2 separate regions of the Mus musculus genome follow, and region 2 is linked to region 1. The links are chromatin contacts, called in public Hi-C maps. All regions are on one chromosome and are shown on one strand. Each heading gives the region's core, a stretch centred on a gene start, on an enhancer-like site or on the middle of the called end of the contact. The rest is flanking DNA. Distances are from core to core; before and after follow the strand shown.

Region 1 (7,814 bases), core at 2,726-5,225:
GACAGTAGGGAATGACGGACAAGGCACAAGACTGGTAGATTCCTTAAATGTATGTTCACTGATGTATCTAAGCTGTAGTGAATTTTAATGAGAAGTAATATATAGTAAGCTCACTATTAATTATCCAAGGATATGTTTTCTGAAGTAAAGTTGATTCTGATTGAAATCATTTGGTCATCCTTCAGTGTATGCCAATCTTTTACTGTAAATTATTTCATTTGTATTAGTGGCTCAATCCTGCTCTATGATTTTATTATTACAAAAATTAAGAATTAGTTTTAAAAGATTGGATGTGGTTGGGAACGGTGGTTCATACTGTAATTGAAGCATTAAAAGAGGCTGAAGCAGGGCTACTTCAAGGGGTTTGAGCCCAGCTTGAATTTAAGGTGTAAGGGGTGAAAAGAATTGTATTTGCATTGAGGTTTCAGTTTTAGTTTGCATAATAGTTTATTTTTTACTTTATTGACAGAATTTAAGAAATAACACTGAAGTCTATAGAGAGTAGTCTGTTGATGTATAATATTACCAGGAACCAGCATTATGATTTAATTTGAAGAATCTTGAAACCATATCTCCTTTTGTGTCACTTAAGAAAATCATAGGGGCCAAAGCTGAAGTTATAAAAGCATCTCAAAATTGTGGTTTGATGGACTTTCATTATATTTACTTCTATGCTTCACTTCTAGTAAAGTTTCATATGGCCCAAAATAGGTTAATGCTTTGTATGCTGTATCGTAGATAAAAAACCAACATACTTGGTCAATGTTAAATTTCACTTATTTTTAAATAAGATTTCCTAATTATATTTTATTCTTAAAATTAATTTTGGTTGCCTTGCGTTTTCTAAGACAGGATTATGGGGATTTGTTAAAGAACTAATGTTTTGTTAAAACCAATTAAAATGTTTGTTTTCCCACATAGATTTGAATTCTGTGAACCCGCATTTGTGGTGGGTAATTGCCTTCAGATAGCTTCTGACAGTCATCAGTATGATCGAATTTACTGTGGAGCTGGAGTCCAGAAAGACCACGAAAACTACATGAAGATCTTACTCAAAGTTGGGGGCATATTGGTCATGCCTATAGAGGATCAGGTACTTTTACTGTCCTGCATTTGTCACAGGACAGTTGTAACATTGGGAATTAGGACTCTGACAGAGAAAGATAGATTGTAACTTTAAAGAAGAAACATTTTTATAGATCTGTTTATGTATATACATAGAAAGAAGCTTGAAAGAGATCCTTAAATATTTTAAGCCAAGCAGATGTAGAGAGGAAATATGATGGGAGACTAGAGCTCACTTGAATAGTCAGCCTCCGCCAGTCAGCCAAGCTCCTCATTTGAATGCATACCCTCTACCTGTAACATGTCAACTCTGGTGCATGGCTAGCTTCAAGCACTTAGCTTCATAAATAAAATGAGCCTTTTAAGAAACAAAACCAGGCTAGAAAGTTGGCTCAGTAGATAAGAATGCTAAAAATTATTAGAAATGCTTTTGGAAGGACCAGGGATGTGTTTGAGTTGTAGAGGGCTTAACTCCCAGGTAAGGCTACGAACTCTCCGTGGCAACACACATGTACACAGAAAACTTGGGCATGGCTGGCTCAGTGTGAAGGTGTGGAGATGAGAGCAAGTGTACACTGTGTTTAACACATATCTACACAGTTCCATGTACTTTACTTGATTTACTTGAGCATTTCTGAAGTTTACACCTATAATTACTGACTTGCTTGAGTTCCTTTAATGATGTGTTTGAAAATATGTTTTTCTTGAGCAAGGATCTTGTTATATAACTCAAGCTAACCTGCAGTATAGAACATTGATGTCTTAGTTCATGCATACTGGGATTATAGACATTCTAAAATTGGATATGTTTACTGAATTAATATGCTTCTTTTTGCGATTATTTAAAGCATTAAACTACATTTATCATGTATGTGTGGGTGTATCTGGGCATGCCACAGAACACATTTGGAAGTCAAAAGACAACTTGTAAGAGTTGTTTTCTCCTTTGGCATGTGAGTCTCAGGAATGAAACTCAGGTTACATGTTTGGCAGCAAGCATTCTTACAGGCAGCCATCTCTCTGGCTCTATTTGTGATGTGAAATTAAGGTTAGAATTAGAATCTCTTACCCCTGTTATAGAAGAGCATAAAGTGAGTTCACTGGTATAGTCCTCCTAACAGTACTCTAACCAAATGACTGAACCTATTTCAGAAATTTATTTAGGGAGGCAGTGTTGTGGACAGATCTGTACGGATACTTGTAGAAGCTTATAGAAGCTGGGTGTAACATAGAGACGTAGTTTATCCATATTTGGATATTCCTTTTGTATTGAAACATCTGTCTTGAAACTAGAGACACATGGCTCACTTGTTCAGAATGCTTTTTGTGCAGTCCTAGGGCAAGAGCTAGAATCCAGACTCCAGTAGTAAGCTGGTTGTCCGGCAGATGCCTGTAACTCCAGCTTTCAGTTCTGGTTTCCACACGTGTGCATGTGCACATACTCAACGAGGTCCTTCCCAGACCACATGTGTATGAATCCTTCAATGGCATATATACATAAATTTATTCATTGTGAATTTCATACATACAAACAATTATAGGCATTCTAAAATTAGCACCATTCACTGGAGAATGGTCAGCCTAACAAGGACACCATTCCTAAAGGAAACTGATTTTCGTTTTCCTAGCAGCCATCATCTATCAATACATACCTCAGCTGTGGGTGGGGCCTTATGAGGCCTTCCTGGATGGAAATGCTGAAATTTTGATCATAAACTGCTATGTGCCCATGGGTGCCATGGTCTTGTCATGTTGAGAAAACACCATTTTGTAGTAATGCTGTATGATCTCTGACTCTTACAGTTTTTCTGTCCTCTTTTGGGGGGGATGTTCCCTGAGCATTGAGAAGGTGTGATGTAGATGTCCTGTTTATGGCTGAGTACTCCACAAACACTTACTCTCTGGAGTTTGACAAATTGTGAGTCTCCAATAAGGACTGAGTAACATCAGTCATGATGGAGAGTTGATTACTATTTAGTCTGTTTAGTCAGACAATAGTAGTAGGTTCTCCCCTGGGTTCTGTAAGCTCAGACTTAAAGTAGCAGGCATGCATTTCCTGTGGAGTACATGGTAGATTTCTTGTGTTATAATACATAATTGAGTAGAAATATCTTGGTTGCATTTAAATGTTAACTTCTCATTAACAATTATTCTTGTAAAAATTTGACATTAAAGTAATTGAATTGCTTCTTTCTTGTTTCACTCCAAATAGTTGACACAGATTATGCGGACTGGACAAAACACTTGGGAAAGTAAAAATATCCTTGCGGTTTCCTTTGCACCACTAGTACAGCCTAGTAAGAATGATAATGGCACACCGGACTCTGTGGGGCTCCGTAAGTAGATATTTGAACCCAGAATGAGTTGTCACTGATGGCATTTAGTAGATCATATATATGATTATAACAAATTGAATATGGCAATAATGCAATGAGTAGGTTGATTATTCTTAATTTAGAAAAAAAGTCAAGTCTTTATGTAGTATGGGGCGCTGTATCTTCCTTCAAGAAACTTAGAGAATCGGATCATACCAACTGTAAACTTACTAGTTTGTAATGTAGTAGGAAGTAACTGTGGTGTTATAGAGTACACTTAGATCCAGCACAATTCAGACACCAAGTCAATACAGAAAACAACATTTTATTCTAATCAGCTCCTACTGATCAATCAGGGGTGTCGAGACTTGTGAGATGAACTGCAATTCCCACCCCAGCCCCTCAGCCAGAATGTTACAGAACTTTTAAGCCTGAAAACCACAAACATCTGTGCCAAGTTACAGTTACATTTTTCTACCAATCAAAATTCAGGGAAAAGAAACTTTCCTAGGGACATTTCCCTATGTGGTACACTTACCCTGTAGTCATTGGTTGGTTTATTCAACTGTGGCAGGGCAACTTGCTTAGCACTCATGTCTCAACCTGCCCTCCAGGATGTCAGTTACCCACATACATGTCTCTTTCTCTACCAAACAGGATGTCAGTTACCTAGGGAGGTTTGGGAACTTAGAGTTTATTTGACCCCTATTCAAAATGGAAAGCTCTCTCAAAATGACTTCAGTTTGATTCCTCCTCATAGTAGAAGAGCATCTAGGCTAAGGGTAGCAGGAAGGAAGGCTTGTCTGCTACTGCTCCATGGTCGGAATTACAATGAGAATGCTGTCAGAGACCCTACTTGGCCAAGTGTTTATGGCAGTGTCATTTATCTCTTCTCTTCTCTTCTCTTCTCTTCTCTTCTCTTCTCTTCTCTTCTCTTCTCTTCTCTTCTCTTCTCTTCTCTTCTCTTCTCTTCTCTTCTCTTCTCGAGTCAGGGTCTCCTGTTCACTGTAAAGCCAAGGATGGCCTTGCACTCATATTCTTCATGCCTCTACCTTCTGAGTGCTGAAGTGCAAGTCCACTACATTGAGTGGCAGCATCTTTCCAAGATAGTGACTATAGAAGGTGTTAGGCTCATGAAGAACATGAGGAGTTCAAGATCAGGAGCATGTTTGGTGCCTGTGGAGGATGGATCATCACCTGGACAGTGGACTAGTTATTGTGAGGATAGCTTATGTGGGTGTGGATAGAATTGCTTGAAGGCAGAAAAATACCACAATGTGAGGAATGTGGGTGGAGGAAGAGGAATTGGTTTTCCCTTTAATGACTAGCTGAGTATGTTTGTGTTACATTATTTGGAAGGAGGGGAAGAGAGTGTGGACATTTTCTTTGGGGTATGTTTGAGGTGCCTACGAGTTTTTAAGTGTCAGGAAGCCTTTCGGTCCAAAACCTACTAAACAACTGAAATATCAGTACCGAATCTTCACTGTCAAAGACGGTGTCTGAAGCAGTGCTTGGACAACAAATAGATTAAATTATCCAAGGAAAGTAGAGATAAGAGGTAGGGAAGAGGGATTTGAGTTGGACCTGTTACCCACAAATTCAAGATAAAACAGTGAGACTCCTTAGTAAAGATGGGACCTAAGTATATGAGATGTCGGAGACCAACAAAAAGAGTCTCAAGGAGCGTGTGGTAGGCATTTCACCTGATCCTTGAGAAAGAAAGGGAAACTACCGTTAACTAGCTTTGAATATATCATAGTTTTGTTAACCATTAAATAAAGCTTTACTACAGATGAACCTCTCATTTAATTTGCTTTTATTTCATAGGAATTTGGATTTATACAGAAAACCCATTTTATTCTTAGTACTTGTTTGATTTTCTTTTTTTGTTTTGTCTTTTTGGTTTTTTTGTTTTTTTTTTTTAAATTTTATTTTTAACCATCTGACATTGGAACTAAAATGCTTTGCCTAGTATGTGACCTGTAATAATGGTTAGTAAAAAGCAGGTGGGAGTCTTGGGAAATTCATTACCTGTTTGATCCACTTCCTTAGTTCTTAGCATTTGAGGGATGATAAACTCAGAGAGGTCAGATACCTTAATGATTGTTGTGTCACAGCTCACTTAACCCAGCAGGATCAGCGAGAGGGAAGGAGCTTAGATTTGCATGGTTCTCTTAGACTTGTCCGCCCAGTTACAGGAAGCATACACATGAGTGAGCAGAGCCTAGCTGTTTTGTATGAGTTTTATGGCCGCATCAGAGACATATGTAGCCAAAGGTGGTTTTTTTTTGGTTTTTTTTTGTTTTTGTTTTTGTTTTTGTTTTTTACATACACAAATCACAAGCTATTTCGGGGAAATTAAGAGAGGTAGACTCTGAGACCTTTGGGTCCTATGGTAAGTATCATTCTCTGGGTGTGTCATTGGCATAAAGGTTTCTTCACCTGGACCCTAGAGAGTGCTATGGAGACATAGTGACTACTTTTAAGGATTTATAAAGTTCTTCCATCTTGACTTTGTGTTTCTATTTTCATCTCATTTAGAAAGAGACTAAGCTCTCAGTTCTGAAAAATTTTTAAATTTTCATAATTTAGAAACTATTCATAACCAACCTTTTAAAAATGCTTATTGGCTATTTGGTAATAACAATGTACAAGAGACAAACCACATAAAAATATCCACATTTAACAGAAAACAAAAAATAAGAGAAGTTAAAGAATTAAAGGAGACTCATTCTGATAGAAATTTGAAATGACTGAGCTGCAGCATTCATATCCTTCTAGACTACTGAAATCAGGAATATGTGCTGGCTATCTAGCACCTGACTCAAATGAGAATTGTCACTTGTACATGGTTTATAGTTGTTTGATGCCGTCTGCATACTCATGTCATTCTTTACTAACTAAAGTACTAGTTAATGGAAGAAATAATGATATAACGCCATTTTCCCATTTTTTCAGACAGAATTGTGGCTATTTTTGATACTTTGGGTTCTCATAGCCCAGTGGAAAGTACTAAACCCTCTGTGGCCCATGCTGCCCATGCTGGTGTTCTTACACAGCAGGAGCTTTGTATATGAGCACACTTCTTTCTATTAGGCTTTGCAGCTGCCATGGAAACACTTTACTCAAGAAAACTTCACATTCTTCTTTATCTGACACTTCCTTTAGGTTAGTGTTTATGTGTCTTAGCTACAAGTATGATTACATGCTAACAGTGTAACTGATAATTGGCATGAACACTGTTCTGCAGGTTTTCAGTTTTCATTCACCATTACAAAAATAGAAATGGTAAATAAGATAGCCAGCTATTGGACCTTTGTTGGATATGTATGAGTATAAACTAGAAATAAACTTAGCAAGGGCCAGCAAGAAGGTTCAGTGGCTACAGATAATATTTGTAGAACAAGCCTAATGACTTGCATTTGATCCCAGGAACCCACAGTAGAAGGAGAAAATCAACTCCCGAAAGCCATCCTCTGGGCCTCCGTGCATGTGCTGTGGCATGTGCGTATCCACATGCAAATACACACCATCACGGTACACACAATGGGAGCGGGGGGGGGGGGGGGGGGACAAACGAGGGAAGGAAGACAGTGAATTACGATAATTTGCAATGTACAGGGTCCAACTAAAAGAATCCATCATCCCCCTGAAATGCATTTTCAATAGAAGTAATTTAAGTGGGGATGGAAGAGGGAGAGAGTTGATGAAATGGGATTGGCATCAAGATAGTTGTTAATCTCAGAGCCAAGATATATTTTCTATATTAACTCATTCTGTATATAAACAACAGTCTCTGAAAGCAAATTGAGAATTCTGGAAGTTGCTTTTCCCCATCTTTGTATAATAATCATACGATGAAAAGGTTTTAAAAATTGTTATTTGCTAAAATTCTGTGGAAGAATAAAGACTAAGTTTTCTTTCTGTTAAGTCACAGTATCTATTTGTTTGTAAAACATTACAGTAGACTAAAACACTGGACCCAAATCCCGCAAGAACAGTACCCTTATAAACCCCGTGCTAAATGGATATAGTAACAATAAATTACCACTCATATTCAGTAGCTTATTAAAATAAAGATACAATTTTTCTTGTGATTTATCACAATTTTTATTTGACTTAAAAATCATATTTCTTTCCATTGTTTTATGTGGCATGTGGTTTATATGCATATAAAAACTGTAGGAATATGATTTAAAATTTAAAAAAGAAGAGGTATATTTAAGTCCAGGGGCACTGAATACAATAATTATAAAATTTTATGGCATTGGTTTCTGTGGACTCAATCTTTTAAAAATATTTATATTTGAAGTCATGTTGGGTTTTTGTTTGTTTGTTTATTTGTTTTTTAAGGAAAACCAGAATGTTTTTTATATGGTTCAACCTAAATAAATGACTTTTCCCCTTTTTTGTTTGTTGTTGTAATTGCTTATT
Region 2 (7,814 bases), core at 3,268-5,767, 2.6 Mb after region 1:
TGGTTGTGTTTTGATAAAAGCTATAAAATCAGAAGACTTCCTCAGCAAAGGATCAGAATAGAAGCATCTTGGGGAACTCATTATAGTCTAAACTCGTTCCTAGAAAATTAGATGCAGGAAGCTTAAATCAATACTTTTTGAAAAGTAATTATAAGCTAGTATTTTTACTAACTTTCAATACAGAATATATTACCATACTAAGCAAATACTTAAGACTACTGATTCATAATCTCACCCATGCCAATGTATTAATCTACAATGGAGTAAACGGAATCCTTACCTATACTCTCCCCTGTTATCAAATGAAGCTAAATGAATGGTAAAAGTAAATGCTCTTATAAAATCATGGAATCAGGTAAAGAGGGTGTTCTGGCAGAGGCGCAAAAAACCAGGACTCAAAAAATATTCCTATCCTTCAGCAAAGATTACCTTTCTAGTTACCAGAATTATCATGAACCCCAGGTGATAAATTTCTTATGTACAACAGTGTATAAGCACTGCCAAATTCTGCTTTTCAGACTCTTTTTCAATGTTGAATGCTGACTATCCATTCCATTTCTGCAGATACAGTCTCTTTTCTTTTCTTTTCTTTTCTTTTCTTTCTTCCTTTCTTTTTCTTTCTTTCTTTCTTTTGTTTTTCAAGACAGGGTTTCTCTGTACAGCTCTGGCTATCCTGGAACTCAGAAATCCGCCTGCCTCTGCCTCCAAAGTGCTGGGATCAGAGGCGTGCGCCACCACGCCGGCTACAGTCTTTCTTTAAACATGTTAAATTCAATTAAAAACAAAACAAAACCCTTCAAATTGCTTACTATACGTTGGGCACTAGCTATGGGATATACAAAGTCAACAGCAGATATTCACCACATAAATGTTCAAATTTACCCTCTCTTAAGACAGACATTATCACGCTGTTTTAGCTTAGGAAACTGCCAGTCTTAAAATATTTTCTGGCCAGGCAGTCAGAAAAAAAAATTCTGTATATACCTAATTTTGCCCATTTTGTGAGGATGTTATTTTCAGAGTTCTGGGAATACTTTACCCATGTTCATATCAACTACAAGTGATCTTTTGTACAGAAGCAATTGAAATATTGGGGAGTTAATAGTTTTCCTGAAATCACTAAGTAATTTGAGCCAAGAATCAAATTGTGTCTTCTGATTCCCAACATCATACAGCCATTCTTCTATTCCACAAAATCTCTAAGAAACCACAATGTCTCAGAAATATAGAAAATACCTCGGATGATTTCCCCAATTCAGTTTTTTTTCTTTTTTAATATTTTTTATTAGGTATTTTCCTCATTTACCCAATTCAGTTTTTATGCCTACCAAACCAAAATGGACAATATCAAGTTGAAAGTTTGTACAGCTTTTATATCTCCCATGAGTAGGCTCCCAACTTAAAGCCAGTAATAACAAATCATTATAGTAGACCAAGGCCCAATTCACTACTATTTAGTAGTCTGAGAAAACAGAATTAAAAGCCAGCCCTTTTCTAGCAAAAAGGTCTAATCTCAACAAAATTAAGTCTCTTGTAACAACTAACCTTTAAATTTTCTTCATACTTGAAAACTGTGTAAAGCATGTTAACACACCAACTTAAAGACAAAGATTAAGCAAATAATGTAAATAGCGTACCACTAGGCAGGATCCCAAATTATCTAAAGGCTGAAATTACAGTATTTAGCTGATAGTATATTTTCCTTCAATTTATACTAAATTATCAAAAAGAAATTCCTAACCCCATTGCCATCTTTCTTGTTTGTTTCTTATGAGCTATTCACTGCAATTATGCCAGAGTCACTGAACCATAAAATTAAACACAAAACCTATCATACACATAAGAAAAACATAATGAAGGAAGAACCGGAAATGGAAGAGATAGGCTAGTAGGTGGGAGCTCAGTGAGACTATAAACACCAGAAACTGCAATTCATCAAACAGGAAGTCCTGAAATCACATGACAGACAGGAAAATGAAATTAAAAATAAATGAAAAATGATCAAGATGGAGCTCAGAAAGGGAGAAAAAGAAAGGGCTTTAACTATAAATACATTTTTTAAAAATAAATTTTGAAATAAATTTAATTAATCTCATTTACAGTTGAGTAACTACTTTCATTCTGTAGTTTCAAGCTGTTCTAATTCACTCAATAATCATATTAGTATCTACTACCAAACAGGAAAATAATTTTCTCCTATGTATAGAATCAAATATTTATGGTAACAACAGGTTTTTCTTTTCCCTCTCCACAACAACAAAATCCTCAGTATTTCATACTCACAATAAAAATACACCATCAGAGTTTAATTGCTCTTACCCATTAATGTAGCTAAAAGACACAAGGAGTACATTTCTTTGTCAGCTTGCTCCTGAAGTTCCTTAGATGACAGTTTACCAGTAACAGCAATCTCTTCTTGTTTCACAGTGTGGGCTGAGTGTGCAGCAGTGGATGGACCACCTTCTGCTCTTCCTTTTAAGATCTCTATTGTAATTCTGTCACCGTGCTGTAAAGGAACTGGCTCCTTTTCCATCCCTGCCTGGGGTGGCATTAACTCTTTAGGAGGAAAGCCATATCGAATACACTGTAAATATGGAGGAATGTTGAACTCTCTGGCTATACTTTCCTGAAGCTCAAAAAAGGTTGTTGAAGGCTTAAGGGTAACCATAGACTGCCGTCCATCGTTAGTTGTTATTCGAATCTTCTTCTCCTTAGAAGTGGTAGGTGAGTAGGGAGCCTTGGTGGGGGTGGCAGGTGCAGATGATGGCCCATCACGAATAGTACTTGGAGAAACAGTTCTGGGCTGCCCCTTTTGCTCTTGTTTTAATTTCTCTGTTTTCCGTTTCTGCATCACAGAAGCTTGTTCTGTGATGTTCTGTTGAATAGTTCTTTCAGTTTTACTCATGTTTAATTCTTCCTTATGCAAAGTTTTTGTTTTCTGTCCAGTAAGAATAATTTTAGTTGGTAGCTGCGACTCCAATTCTTGTCCTTGCACATCTCCAACTCTCTGAGCATGAGCACCATCTATATTTACAGGAGTGTAATCGTCCGGATTTTTTTTTGCAGTCTGATGCAATATAGTGTGGACAACTTTCTGAACTAGGATCTCACTCCCAAATTCACCTGGAAAGTGCTTGGTAACAAGTTTCATTGCAACATCATAAACATTACTATTCAAAGATGGATCGCTTTCATACTGAAACCAATATACTGTTTCTCTGACTACTCTTCCTCCCCACTCCAAAGTGATAGGAAAAGCTTCTGGAAGATTGTCATACTCTTTACCTTCCCAAAAATGTTTGAATCCACAACCACATTTGCCACCAGTAGACCTAGAATTAGTTCTGTCTCCATCCAAATACACAATAGAGCCATCTCCTCTGACTCTTCGCACAGATGAGCCATGGCACCAATTACAAGCTGTTAGATTACTCAATCCATAGTCTGGTAGCAGAACATCTTTTACTGGATCATATGAACAAACCAAATTGTTTAAGGGAAAGCTGTAATTTTTGTCAGGCCTCAACTGCCCATGAGTACTTTTTGCCAAGTTATACAGTTTCCCTCCTGGAGCCAACCACTCAGAAGGGACATGAAGTTCAGAAAGGGCACCACAAAGCAAACACTTGTGAAGGCGATTGTCCATTACTGCCTTTTTAGCAGCTGCTGTAACTTCCTCAGGCTGAACTCCTATCACCCCAGTCCTTCTGTAGAAATACTGATGTACATCAGCAACCAAACTAGGATGGATACCATGTTTGTCCATAAAGACTTCTTCCATAGCAGCAACCAGCCTAAGTAAGTACTTATCCTGCAAACTTCTGTCTCCTCCAATAACACAGCCACCATCCTCCTCAAGCTTGATGTACTTTTTAATAAGGTCCTGAGGCACACCCCATGCTTTAGGTAACAAATTCATGGGTAGTTTGGGCAGGGCAGCCCCCTTTATGCCTACCAAGGGAATATAATGGTTTCTACCAGAGCTACTCCACGCAATACAGATTGGCTTGTTCAAATGACCATCTCTCCCAGTGCATTTCTCTGCAGGTATGAGGCCAGGTAGAAAGGTGGCTGAATAATCACCAGAGCTTCTCATGCCGCTGAGGGAATCTAAAAGAATTATGGGACGATGTAACACATTGGCAAGGCCGAATATGTGGATATTCCTCAGGCCTAAGGGGACACCTTCAGGTGGCACAAACAGAGGGTCACATTCATTGATAATGTCCTCCCACTCGGCAGCATCAATAAAGTCATGAAACAGGGCTTGATATCGGGCTAGGTGCTGCTGAAAGTGCTGCTTAAGATTCTCCCTCAGAGCATGCCAGAAGAGCTCTCGGCCTACTAGAGCCCTAGACACAGCATGCACTAGGCAGTGTCCATCCCCATCCACATGCACTGGGATGAGGCATTCTTGACTTTTATTAGCCCGTTTGATATCCTCGAGCGTGTCGTGCAAATACAGGAGGCTTCCGGAGCGGTCCTTGCCATAGCCCACTGTGTTGACGTGCTCTGGTTCGATGAGGAAGGCCCGGTCACCAAGTAACGCGCAATCGAACAGTTCGCCTTGGTTCATGTCCCGGAGAAGCTTGGCCCGGCCCGTTTGTTTGTCCATTCCATAGCGTGCCAATATTGGCGACAATAATTTGCAGTGGTAGTTGGAGAGGCCCATCACCTTTACCAGTTCCGTGTTCTTCTTGGGAGCCCCCGTCACTCCGAGTAGCGCGTTCCGCAGCAGATTGTGCAGCACTACGTCCGGGTCGGTCACCTCCTCCACTCCCAGCAGCTGTTGCTGCTCGTGCCGCTGTCCGCACTCGGTACACTCGATGCTGACAGAACCCGAGGCCGGGAAGAAGAGGCGCGCCTGGCACTTGGGATCCGGGCAACTCCCGGAAAGGATTCTTCGGTCCCTTCGTTTCGAAAGGCCCCCCGGAGAAGCCGCCGCCGCCAGAGACGACGAAGTCTGCGGAGCCTCAGGGGGAGGCGGCGGCGGCGGCAGCGGAGGAGGCGGCGGCGGCTGAGACATCGCTCTCGGCTCTCGCTCGGCGTCCCAAGCGACCCTCAAAGGCACATAGCCAGACCTCCGCCGGCCCGACGAGGTCTAGTCCAGGCCCAGGGCGAATGGCTTTCCTTTTCCTACCAGTTCCTCCTCCTCCTAGGCGAAGGCGGAAGCGCCGGACGTTGTTTCTCTTCTCACTTCTCCACTGCCTTAGCCGTTGCCCCGAACGTAACGGCCACCACCCCACCCCGCACTCACACTCACTCACTCTCGCTCTCTCCCTCAGACACAGACATACACGCCCTCACTGAGACTGCGCAGGCGTAGCTTCTGCTCTGCCCTCTGGGAACCAGAGTCTTCCGGCTCCTCTCTCGCGAAGGAGTGCTAGGCGCTTCCGTCCAGAAAGAACTTCAAATACCGTGATGCAAAGCGACTCGACGCACGCGGGGAGGAGGAAGAGGAAGGCACTCGGAAGGTGGGGGCAGAAAGGAAGTCGATGATTCGCGGAGCTTGTCGGTAGTTGTATTTTTAACTGGATCTCTTTTGTAGTTTGTCCCCCATTCTATGGCCCACGAGAAAGAGTCAGAGAAATCACATTCCTAGGCTGCTGTGGGTAGTGTCCCCCTGCACTTTCCCCTTGCGCAGAAAGGAGTGTGCTTGGGGAAAACAAAAGTGCAAAGGATTGGTGTGGAAGAGGGTCTAAAGTCCACCACCACTGCTAGGAAGTCCGGGTTAAAGGTCCTAAGAACATGGAAGGAGTTTTCTATGAGGCTACTTTTTTTTTTAAGTATATTAATTTTTCAAATACGATGTCATTTTTTTAAAATTACCACTTAGCTAGCAAGTGCCGTAACTGAGCTTCTATCTTATTCGTAGTTATAAGCTGGTAGGTTAATGATGAAAGGTCACAGTTTGAGAATTACTGATCGCCAACTTGTAAGAACACTTTTAAAGAAAACATCCTGTTATTATATTTGTCTTTTTGTATGTCTGTCTGTCTGTCTGTTTATTTGTTTATTTGTTTGTTTGTTTGTGTAGAATTCACTAAATAGACGAGGGTGGCCTCAAATCCACAGAGATCCACCTGCCTCTATCTCCTGAGTGATGGGACTAAAGATGTTTGCCACCAACCTGTCTTCTTTTTTAAGTGTTAAGGAAATTGCTTGTCATCAAATGTTTAAAAAATAAGTTTAAAAGAAAGTTAACGTTGTCTGTTAGCAGTTAGAGATCACAATTATTAAGGTTTTTCTATGCATATATAGTATACAGTTTTACTTTTTTAGCCCAGGCAGACCTCAAACTCCCTATAGTAGAGAATTGACCTTGAACTTTCTGTCTTCTGCCTCCACCTCCCAAATGCCAGGGTCAGAGGTACATACCACTACACCTAGGTTATGCAGTGTTAAGGGCTGAACTTGGAGCTTCATGCATGATAGGCAGGCATTCTACTAACTGAGATATAATCCCAGCCTGCATAATATATAGGAGATTTTCACTTCACTCTATTTTTTAGACTATAATATAATTATATGTCCCTTCCCATTCCTCCTTCCTAACCCTCATATATGCCCCTCCTTGCTCTCTTTCAAATTCGTGGTCTCAACTGATGCATTTTTCAAACTGTATGTGTGTGTGTGTGTGTGTGTGTGTGTGTGTGTAGATCTATAACTGTTCTTTGTGTTAAACACACTCTTTTCTCTGAAATTCAGGATAATTAGGCTCTATGTTTATTTCTGTCCACTTGACAGAAGTGGACAGAAGTTGAAGTTATCTGATTATTATTTTAATTAAAAGTAATGTAAAAATAATAGCTTTTTCATTGCTTACTATGACATAGTCATGTATTTCTAAATACATAAGTACAACCTGTTCAGTCTGTATACTGTTATTTGCATGCATGTTTTCAAGGTTGATTATTTGGTATGGGATAAGTTACTGGTGTGCTCTTCCCTAGGTAAGACTGCTTCCTCTCCTCTCAACATTCCTTCACTGCTTAGAGTTCTTTGTGCAGGGTTGGGGCCATACAGGCTTTCACCTCTCCACTTTAGTATGCTTATTGTTGTTTTTAAAGGGATCAAAATTGTTTAATAATAACAGTAGTAGTAGTAGCTACTAACGCCTACTTACCACCAACTGTACATTAGCATCTTTCCTGTGTATTTACTTACCACCAACTGTACATTAGCATCTTTCCTGTGTATTTAGTTAACATTAAAATATTGAAACAGGTACCATCATAACCAGTTCTATTTTGGAGATGAAGAAACTGAGCAACAGTAAGTTAAGTACTTTATTCAGTGTCTGAGTCCTCATTAGTAACATAATTAGGGTTAAAAGCAAATGTAATAGAAATTGTTCCAAAGCTGTATTTGTTTTTAATTTGTAATGTTGAAGATTGAACCTAGGGTCTCATGGATGCTAGAAATGAACTTTACAGCTGAGTTGTGATCCCAGGCTTCTTTTTAATCTTTGTTTTGAGACAAGGCCCAAGTTTCTTAGGCTGGTCTAGAACTCACTCTATAGCCCAGATAGACCCCTGATTTTCCATCCTCCTGTCTATGCCTCTGGACTAGCTGCAATTACAGGCCTGAGCCATAGGCACAGAGGAGGTTTTTTGTTTTGTTTTTGTCTTATTTTGTTTTGCTAGACAGGGTCTCTCTGTGTAGCACAGGCTATCAGTTTTGACCTCTAGCTCAGGCTGGCCTCAAACTCAATCTTCCTTATAGGTGCTGGGATTACAGATACAATATATGGCTGAAGTTGAAGCTCTTTCCTTCCCAAGACAGGCTGTCACTATATAATCATAACTAGCTTG

Evidence for each region. A called contact is a pair of places that touch in the nucleus more often than the background predicts.
Region 2: a contact with region 1 is called in a Hi-C map of B cells, with 6 read pairs. The contact joins the promoter of 1700034P13Rik here to the enhancer-like site in region 1. A contact is called at or near these places in 4 of 39 promoter capture datasets (the C10 cell line, cranial neural crest, hippocampal neurons and 1 more), 1 of 484 Hi-C or Micro-C datasets (B cells) and 1 of 115 datasets of contacts at active chromatin or transcription factors (the 230-238 cell line).

What each region holds. Positions count from the first base shown.
Region 1 is chr1:7,159,971-7,167,784 of GRCm38.p6, forward strand. It overlaps Pcmtd1 (protein-L-isoaspartate (D-aspartate) O-methyltransferase domain containing 1), which reads left to right. Exons shown (of 6, transcript NM_183028.3): 4 at 922-1,093; 5 at 3,278-3,401. Among named protein-coding and RNA genes, the nearest start is that of Pcmtd1, 75 kb to the left of the region's middle. Within about 2 kb of position 3,976, at least 18 of the 459 cell types and tissues checked have an H3K27ac peak or open chromatin away from gene starts, as enhancers often do. A contact at or near this core is called in the 230-238 cell line and B cells, where this site is marked.
Region 2 is chr1:9,743,131-9,750,944 of GRCm38.p6, forward strand. It overlaps 1700034P13Rik (RIKEN cDNA 1700034P13 gene), which reads left to right and starts at 4,518. Exons shown (of 4, transcript NR_040462.1): 1 at 4,518-5,474. It overlaps Vcpip1 (valosin containing protein (p97)/p47 complex interacting protein 1), which reads right to left and starts at 5,252. Exons shown (of 3, transcript NM_173443.3): 1 at 2,320-5,252. The coding sequence starts at 5,026.